Regions from separate parts of the Triticum aestivum genome. Here region 1 is linked to region 2. Evidence: chromatin contacts called from public Hi-C data. All regions are on one chromosome and are shown on one strand. The core of a region is the stretch at or near the end of the contact, and the rest is flanking DNA. Distances in the headings are between cores, read along the strand shown. Region 1 holds the start of LOC123079843 (protein ABHD11). Region 2 has its middle 49 kb from the start of LOC123075016.

Evidence for each region. A called contact is a pair of places that touch in the nucleus more often than the background predicts.
Region 1: a Hi-C map of leaf shows a contact between it and region 2, with 5 times the contacts expected there. The contact joins the promoter of LOC123079843 here to the enhancer-like site in region 2. A contact is called at or near these places in 2 of 5 Hi-C or Micro-C datasets (both in leaf).

What each region holds. Positions count from the first base shown.
Region 1 is chr3D:482,254,736-482,258,800 of IWGSC CS RefSeq v2.1, forward strand. It overlaps LOC123079843 (protein ABHD11), which reads right to left and starts at 1,543. Exons shown (of 5, transcript XM_044502665.1): 1 at 1,157-1,543; 2 at 706-944; 3 at 113-225. The coding sequence starts at 1,436. It overlaps TRNAL-UAG (transfer RNA leucine (anticodon UAG)), which reads right to left and starts at 1,639; the gene lies at 1,560-1,639.
Region 2 is chr3D:481,862,780-481,866,625 of IWGSC CS RefSeq v2.1, forward strand. No RefSeq gene overlaps it. Among protein-coding and RNA genes, the nearest start is that of LOC123075016, 49 kb to the left of the region's middle. Within about 2 kb of position 1,857, at least 2 of the 8 cell types and tissues checked have an H3K27ac peak or open chromatin away from gene starts, as enhancers often do. A contact at or near this core is called in leaf, where this site is marked.

The DNA of each region.
Region 1 (4,065 bases), core at 293-2,792, 390 kb after region 2:
ATGCCCACTATTCGATAAAATGAGCAGATTGAATAGTACACTTTAAATTAATATTTCAGATGGATTAGGAAGGAGAGAAATATATCTTATCGAGGGAATGTAAAAGAATTACTTGCGCGATGGAAGCGATGAAGGAAGACTTGCTAGTGTTTGCAAAACCCGTTCAACTTCACCGTCACTGTTATCTATTTGTACTTCTCCAGGGACAGAATCAAGCACCCAGAGCTGTTCTGCATCAAAGGAAATAAATGAGACAGGGATACACATTCTTTATCCCCTTGACCCAGTAATGTTCAGTAAGCGTGACCAATCAAAATAATCAGGGGATAAAGATGATGCCAAGAAATCAACTACCAAGTACAAAAGGCAATAAATTGTCATTCTCACAACAGAATCACAACAAATTCTCCGGAGGTTGTACTGGGATGCTACATTAGGATCTCTTACACATCTCAAAGCATACTTTACTTTGTTACACATAGTGAACTACATGATTCTTGTTTCCTTCGTGTCACCTTTTTCATATGTAACAGTAGGATTTTCTAGATCAACACTGCATGACTATGTAAATAAGTATAAACTGCACCTACTGTAAGTTGCAAAATCAGACAATTTATGCACAAGAACAATAATAAAACAATTGGCAAACAGAAGAACTAATATGTTAGAACCAATCACGTGGAAGCTAAAAATAACTCACTGAACCTGTTTGGGAAGAGCAGCAGATTCTCCGTAATCGCCACGGGAGCAACTCTCCGCGAAATCCAGTGCAACCTTTCCACCCATGGAGTGACCCACGACGACATCTGGCCATGTCCAGCCCCGAGCCTTCACCAAATCAGCAAGATCTTTGGCCGCACTCGACATATCATGGGGCGGGCTCAGCCCTTTGATCCTGGCTGAGCTCCCATGGTTCCTCAAATCCACAAGAACCATCTTCCACTCTACAAACACAAACACACACGCATACAAATCACAAAATTCAGGTCTCTAAACAAACTCCCGGCCTGTGACTGTAAGCAAGCGCTGAGCTATGTAAAATGCCGAGCACATTGACGATTCTCCAACGTTCAATGGATACCACAACGATCAGTAGCAGTGCTAACTGTTAAACAGATATACGCATTTAATAAAGGGGGTATTCTGCGGCAGTTACCGTCGGCGGGGGAGCGGTCGCGGAGCTGGGAGGCGAGGGTGCGGGAGAAGGTGCGCCAGTTGCGGCCGGAGCCCAGGAGGCCGTGGAGGACGAAGGCGGTGGCGGTAGGCGGCTTCTCCGGGGAGAGCTGGATCTCGTGGAAGGCGAGGGTTTCGGTCTGGTGGGCGGCGTCCGAGTGGACGGAGGAGGAGAGGAGCAGGCGCCAGGGAGACCAGGAGGCGGGGGAGGAGAGGAGGCGCGAGCGGAGGGAGGAGGAGGACGCTCGGAGGGACGCCGCCATGGCCGATCGCTCCGCGGGAGTTCTCGCCAGGCGACGCGGCGATGGGGTAATGGCTGCCGAGCCGAAGAGCACAGAACGAACAGAAAAAAATAAAGATGAGCTGAAAACAGGAAAAAAAAAATATGACAGCTGTGGGATTTGAACCCACGCCCTTCCGGACCAGAGCCTAAATCTGGCGCCTTAGACCACTCGGCCAAACTGTCTTGATGTACGTACTGAGTTGGCTAATTTATTAAACCTAACGAGGAATTAGGATAGTCCTCCAATATCTATGAAGAAACTAAAAAGATGGACAACCGCACATCTTTTATTTCAATTCCATTTTCAGAGATGGACAACCGCACAGTCGATGTGTCTAGGAGTATCATTTCATCGACTAGCACGGTAGTGGCAGAACTTGGCCCAAATAGCTGGGTGGGTGGGCCGGCTGATAGAAATAGCTATTGGCGGAGAGTTGCCTTAAAGAAAATCTCATAGTTGGGCGGGGCCAGGGCCCTTTGGCTTTGTTGTAGCACCGCCATTGTAGCACGGGTCGGCCCAATGGAAGGAAGATGAAAAAGAAGGAGAGGTGGAGGCGATGAATAACAATACCGATGAGTTGAAGAGGGCAAGAAACGAGTATACTGAGAAGAGGAGGCAATAAAAGTTAGAGATGGAGGAGAAGAAGAATGAAGAGAAGAAGGCGATATAGGGGCTATGCAAGAGAGCAAACGGAATCAACTAGACATTGAGGAGAAGATGCTCTAAATTAAGGCGGAGGTGGAGTTGCGTAGGCTCCACATGAAGGCTGATCGGGCAAGAGATGGCCGCCTGAACACCCAGAATCAGTTCATCACGATGGATCCAATGGCTGGGGAATTTTGGGCGAGTCCATGGGATATCACCATACGTTTTAGGAACCTCGAACAAGGACAAAATACACACGCCGAAGGAGGAAAGAATGGCGCAGACATCAGCGGAGTGGACGGTGCACACAACGGCGACATGTGATTTGTGCATGTCACTGGTTAATGCTTTTGTTTGTGCAAATTGTCAAAAATTATATTCATGATTGCTTGGTGTGCCAAACATTTACTTTTGGAGGGAATCTAAGTGTTTGAATGAAAAAACAGTAAAACAAATTATGGAGGTTGAGATATGGCGGCTTTGTGTTTCCGCGTCACCTCGACAGCCTCCATATTCGCATGGAACGCATTTCATATGGCGGATGGCGATCTCAGATACGGAGACTCTGCTAGAGTTGCTCTAAGGTATGCATGCTTTAGAAATTCATTTATGGATTAAAGCAAGCATCTCAGAGTTGGAACATTTGTTTTGATGAGGCGGCCAAAGGATTTCACTTCATCAAGAACAAAATAAAAAATGAACCTTGTGTTTATAACAAAATTTAGTGAGAGATTGGTCGTGTTTCCAATCATAATTTTTTTGGAAAAAGTCCATTTTAAACCTTGAACTTGTAGAGGTTAGACGAAATGGACCCCCAAGTCAAAATCCTGGTCGATTGCACATTAAACTATGCAATCCCGGTCTAAATCGAACCCTGACATCATTTGAACCGGGATTCGTCTGGTGGGCCGGCCCGCTAAATTATTCTTTCGTTCAATAACAACAATTCCAAAAGGCGCACACCCTGGGGAGCTCGTAACTTTCGCTGAGCCATTTTTGTTTTGAAATAACTTTTGCTTCAAAAAAAAGTTCGGAGCGATGATCGTGCACACCCTGGGACCTCGTAACTTTCACTGGGCCGGTTCCTGGTACTCGCGCCAAAAAAGCAAAAAAAAAACACCTCAAGAAAAGTTCAGAGGGTGGATCGAACTCGCGCCATGAGAGCATCGAACTACTAGTATGAATAACCACCTGACCTACTGTGCGCTACTGGTAAATAGCAAGGCGAAAGTTATAAGTACATTTGTAGTCGCGTAATTTATCACACATGTAAAAGGTTACTGTAGCAATTTGTTTTTAATATTTTTAAACATTTTGGGAAAAGCTCATGAATTACAGAAAAGTTCATTTGTTTTGAAAAAATAATCAATTTTGAAAAACAAACCGCCAGGACATATTGTTTCTACATTGTTTCCAAATCCCATAAATATTTTTTTGAATGCGCAAATTATTTTGCAGTATAAAAAACCGGCCTGGAGCTACTGAATAGCAGGCGCGAAAAAAATCTGAAAAGTTATGCGGGAGCATCTCAAACACGCGACCTAGTGAGTTCAACAGATAGATTCACAGCGCGAAACATTATGTACCGAACTGCTTTTGAACATTTTGCAAATATTTTGCACTGAAAATTTTGTAATATCCATTGAATATTTTCTTAATACACAATAAACATTTTAAATTATACACAATGAACATTTTTAAATATATGATGAACATTTTTAAATACACATTAAATATTAGGGTAATATACCACTGAACAAAATTTAAAAACATAGGGAAAATTTATATTCATTGAGCAATTTCTAATATACAATTAACAATTTATTTTGCATGATGAACTTTTTCGTAATATAAATAGGAAAATGATCCGAAGGAAATAGAAAAAAGAAATCATAAAAAAGGAAAAAGAAAAGAATATAAATATAAATAAAAAAAGAAAAACGAAAAGAAAGCAAAACCAGTA
Region 2 (3,846 bases), core at 607-3,106:
ACACATGGTTACTGTTTCGGCCCACTATTGACTTTGTAGGCGACGTGATCTTTTGTCTTGTATAAAGCGAGATGTAGACTTGCCCGCCCTCATGATGCTCACACAACGACCATCGACTTACACCGACGCTGAAATGTGTAAGGACACTACAACGACGAATGAAACAACTAAACTCTCCTTTTAGAACTAATATGCCAAACACACACATCAGGAAATGCCCCCGCGTTGCCCCTTCGCGGTGGGCGGCGGCGGTGGGAGCTTTCCCGCACGCGTGTCCGATCTACCTTCTCCTCCTCTTGATTGGATATCGCGCAGACTCGCCCTAGTTGTGCCTCCTTCCCATGGCTCTTCCCTGGCCGGGCGGAATCCGACCTCAGTGTCCAGCCGCCGCCGGCGTGATTGGGTGCTGCCTCATCACATCTGCGCGAGCACGGATCTAGGCGCTAGTGGTGGCTAGGGGCATCGGCTGCCATTGGCACTACAACGGTGTCGTGGAGCTCGGACGCTCCAGCTTGTGCTGCAGTGGCTGCATCGTTGCGGATGGCTGTTGGGATCGGTTTTTGCCAGATTCGGCTTCTCCATCTTCGACTGCTATGGCAGCAATGGACGACCACTCCGGCCTGCGGCGGCGGCCTCGCTGCGGATTTCGGTGGCCATCGAAAGGTCTTTGTGAGGGATTCTCTCTCTAGATCCGGTGGTTGCATTCGGCGGTGAGAGGTAATCTATAGACGATGCCTTGACGCATAGGGTATGGTTGTGTGGCGACGACGGTCGGTTTTCTAGGCCAGCTGCTGGGGTCGCGAAAAGTGGTGAAGAAAACAAATGATTTGACTTCGACGAACTCCGGGGGTGAAAACCTAGGTTTGACCTGAGTTGGTTATACCTGGTAGTGATGATGTTTTTGCATCGTTGCTTTGTTGAAGGCATTGCTCAGAATGATTTTTTAGGATGAAAATCTAGAATCTAACTTCTGATGGTTGGAACGAGTGACGACGGTGCTTAAGTGTCGCTCCCTTCCTGAAGGCGTTACCGTTGAAGAATCTCGTTGCCCTTGTGGTGTCATGAGATAATTGGTGCGGATATGGTCATAGTTGTAGTTTGTCGACAATAGATTTGATCGCTTTGGGATTTTTTCTCTCACTTAGGCATAGCTTTGGTTTTATATGGCTTTGCTATTTGTCAGCGTGTTTTTATATGTGTGCATTGGTGTTGCCTGTGTACATCCTAACTATGAAGAAACCGGGTGTGTGCTTATTGTGTTTGTATACACTTGATGCTTTATTTTGAGTTAATAAAATTCACTCTTTATCGGGAAAAAAATCAGCACCCCATCATTCATACACTAACAAAAAACATCATCAGAACATAACTAAACTCGAACTAACGCAGATAAAACCAGAACGAAACAACCGACCGAAGATAATCCTAGCGAAGAACGGCGAACGGCGTGGCGATGCACCTCTTAAGCTAGATTTAATTTTAATGAAACGCTGTTGTGTTCCAAACGAAGTCAGAGAGACCCTGATCACTGACGCATATGGTGTGGATAAGAACATGCGTCTTCCTGTTTTCATCCTCGCGCCGTGCCGCCGGCAATCGGCCGGCCGGACTGCCATTCCCGTGTGGTTTAAAACTTTACATGGGCGAACGGAGTCACGGGCCCCAGCTCGATGAGGCACGGCGGTCAAGCAACTGGCAGCAGTTAGGCGCGATTTAACTGCGGCATTTGGTTTCTACTCCGTGTCAGTGCCCACGAGAAGCGCACGTTGGGAGGCCGTCCCTCCTGGGGAACGCACCGCTGCGGGAGGCATGTGGCATGTGGGATGCGTGGCCTGGGTGTGGGTGGGCGAGCGGCGAAAGACCGGGTCGACGAAATCTGCCGGGCGCCGTGGCGGTGGCCAAATGTCACTGGGGTCGCTGGACTCGTCGGGTCGCTGGCCATCGTCAGAGCGACACGCATGTTTGACGCTTTTTTTTTTTCCCAGGTGCGTGTTTGACGCTTTTGACGTTTTGTGTTAGGCCATCATGCCTGATCATAAATCGGCCATCGTTGTTCAGATTTTATTTTCGGGATAATGGTTGTTTAAAATCAATCAGCCGGGCTAACACCCACTGCTAGCCTTTGGTCTGAGAGCATCTCCAGCCGTTGGCCCCCGAAGAGGCGCTAAAAATCGCCCTCTGAAGGTGCACCGGCGCAAACCGCGTGCTGGGAGCGTGATGCCCCCCAGTCGCGGCGCCCATGATTTTTTGAAAACTAAAATCCGGCACAAACTAGGCGCAAATTCAACCAAACTTTGGCGAGTTCATACATAGTTAAAATATTTTAAAAAAAAGAAAAAAAAAACGCTACTAGGCCCGCCGTCGCCCTCGCCGCTCCTCGCCGCCCGCCGCCCTTGAAGCTCTACATGCCGAGGAGCCTGTAGAACTGCGTGTAGTCGCCGCCACCGCCGCCGCCGTCGTCGTCGCCTCCTCCGCGGACGCTGTCCTTGCTGCACCCCTTCCCAGGTTGGCGTGGCGGGTTGGACGGTCCGGGGGCGTCCTCGTCCTTGTCGCTGTCGAGGATCACCACGCCGTTCTCGTCCTCGCGCCCACGCTTGCGGGCGGCTATGTCCTCCAGGGCTCGGCGCTGCCGGGCCATCTCGTCGCGGAGGTAGTCGTCCCGCGCCCACTTTAGGGCCTCCTCGTCGGAGAAGCCGTGCCGGACTATGGCCTCGTACTCCGCGGGGAGGCCGGGCTCCGCCTTCGGCCTGACGAGGACGAGGCGGCCGGAAGTGGGGGAGGAGTCGGCGATGCGGACGCCGGAGCTGCGGGTGCGGTGGCTGACCGACGTGTCCTGGGGCTCCGGCTTGACGGGGCGGAGGCAGGGAGAGTCGGATGAGCGGCCGGACGAGGAGGAGGACGCCCCCGGGTCCATGCGCCTCGCGTCCACGAGCTCCCACGCCGGTGGGAGAAGGATGGGGGAGCGGGGTACTCCAGCCTGGGCGTGTTGCCGCCCTCGATGTACTCGAGGACGGCCTCCAGCGTGCGCCGGGCACGCCCCACCATCGGCGGCGACCTTCGGAGTTGAGCCTCCCGGAGGGCACAACGCCGTTGGTGGCCTCGAGCTGCTCGGCGTGGCGGCGACGGAAGTAGGGCTCCCACAGTGAGCTATCGGGGACGTACCGTGGGCCTTCCCTCGCCGCCTGCGGCAGAGAGGCGCGGATACGCGCGATCTCCGCACGCCGCGCCGCCCCGGTGGGCGGTGGTGGCACCGGGACCCCGCCGACGCTGATCCTCCACGCCCCGGGCACCCGCATGTCCGGCGGGACCGGGTACTCGGCCTCATAGAGGAGCCGAGCTTCGTCCTCGTGAAGGAGGCGGCGGCCGAAGCCGTTCGTCGTCGCCTGGGAAGCGCTCGGCCATGGTTGAACTGGAGATGGCGAGAGGAGAGGGAGGAACGGGGCGTCGGCGGTGGAGAGTCTGTGCGTCACCGGCGCGCTGGGGGCGGCTTATATAAGCGGAGGCGCCGCGCGTACGCGTGGCCGCCGTGTGTACGCGTGGCGGGCGAGGGACGCGTGTCGTCCGGTCTTCACTGCGCTGCGCGTGAGGCATCAATGGAGGAGGCTGACCGGCGCGGCAGCGCGCGGCAGCTTTGGCATTGATTCGCCGCGGGAACCAAGGCGATGAAGACGACGAAGCGGCGAGAAGAGCCGAGTCGCTGCCAAGGAGGGCCCGCGGATTTTCGCGCCAAAAACGATTCGGCTGGCGCCCCGAGCGCGCCGGGTTCGGCCTGGGTCCGCCGGCGCCAATTTCGGCTCGAGCCGGCGAAAAATGGGCCTTTGGGGGCGCGACTGGGCCGATATTTCG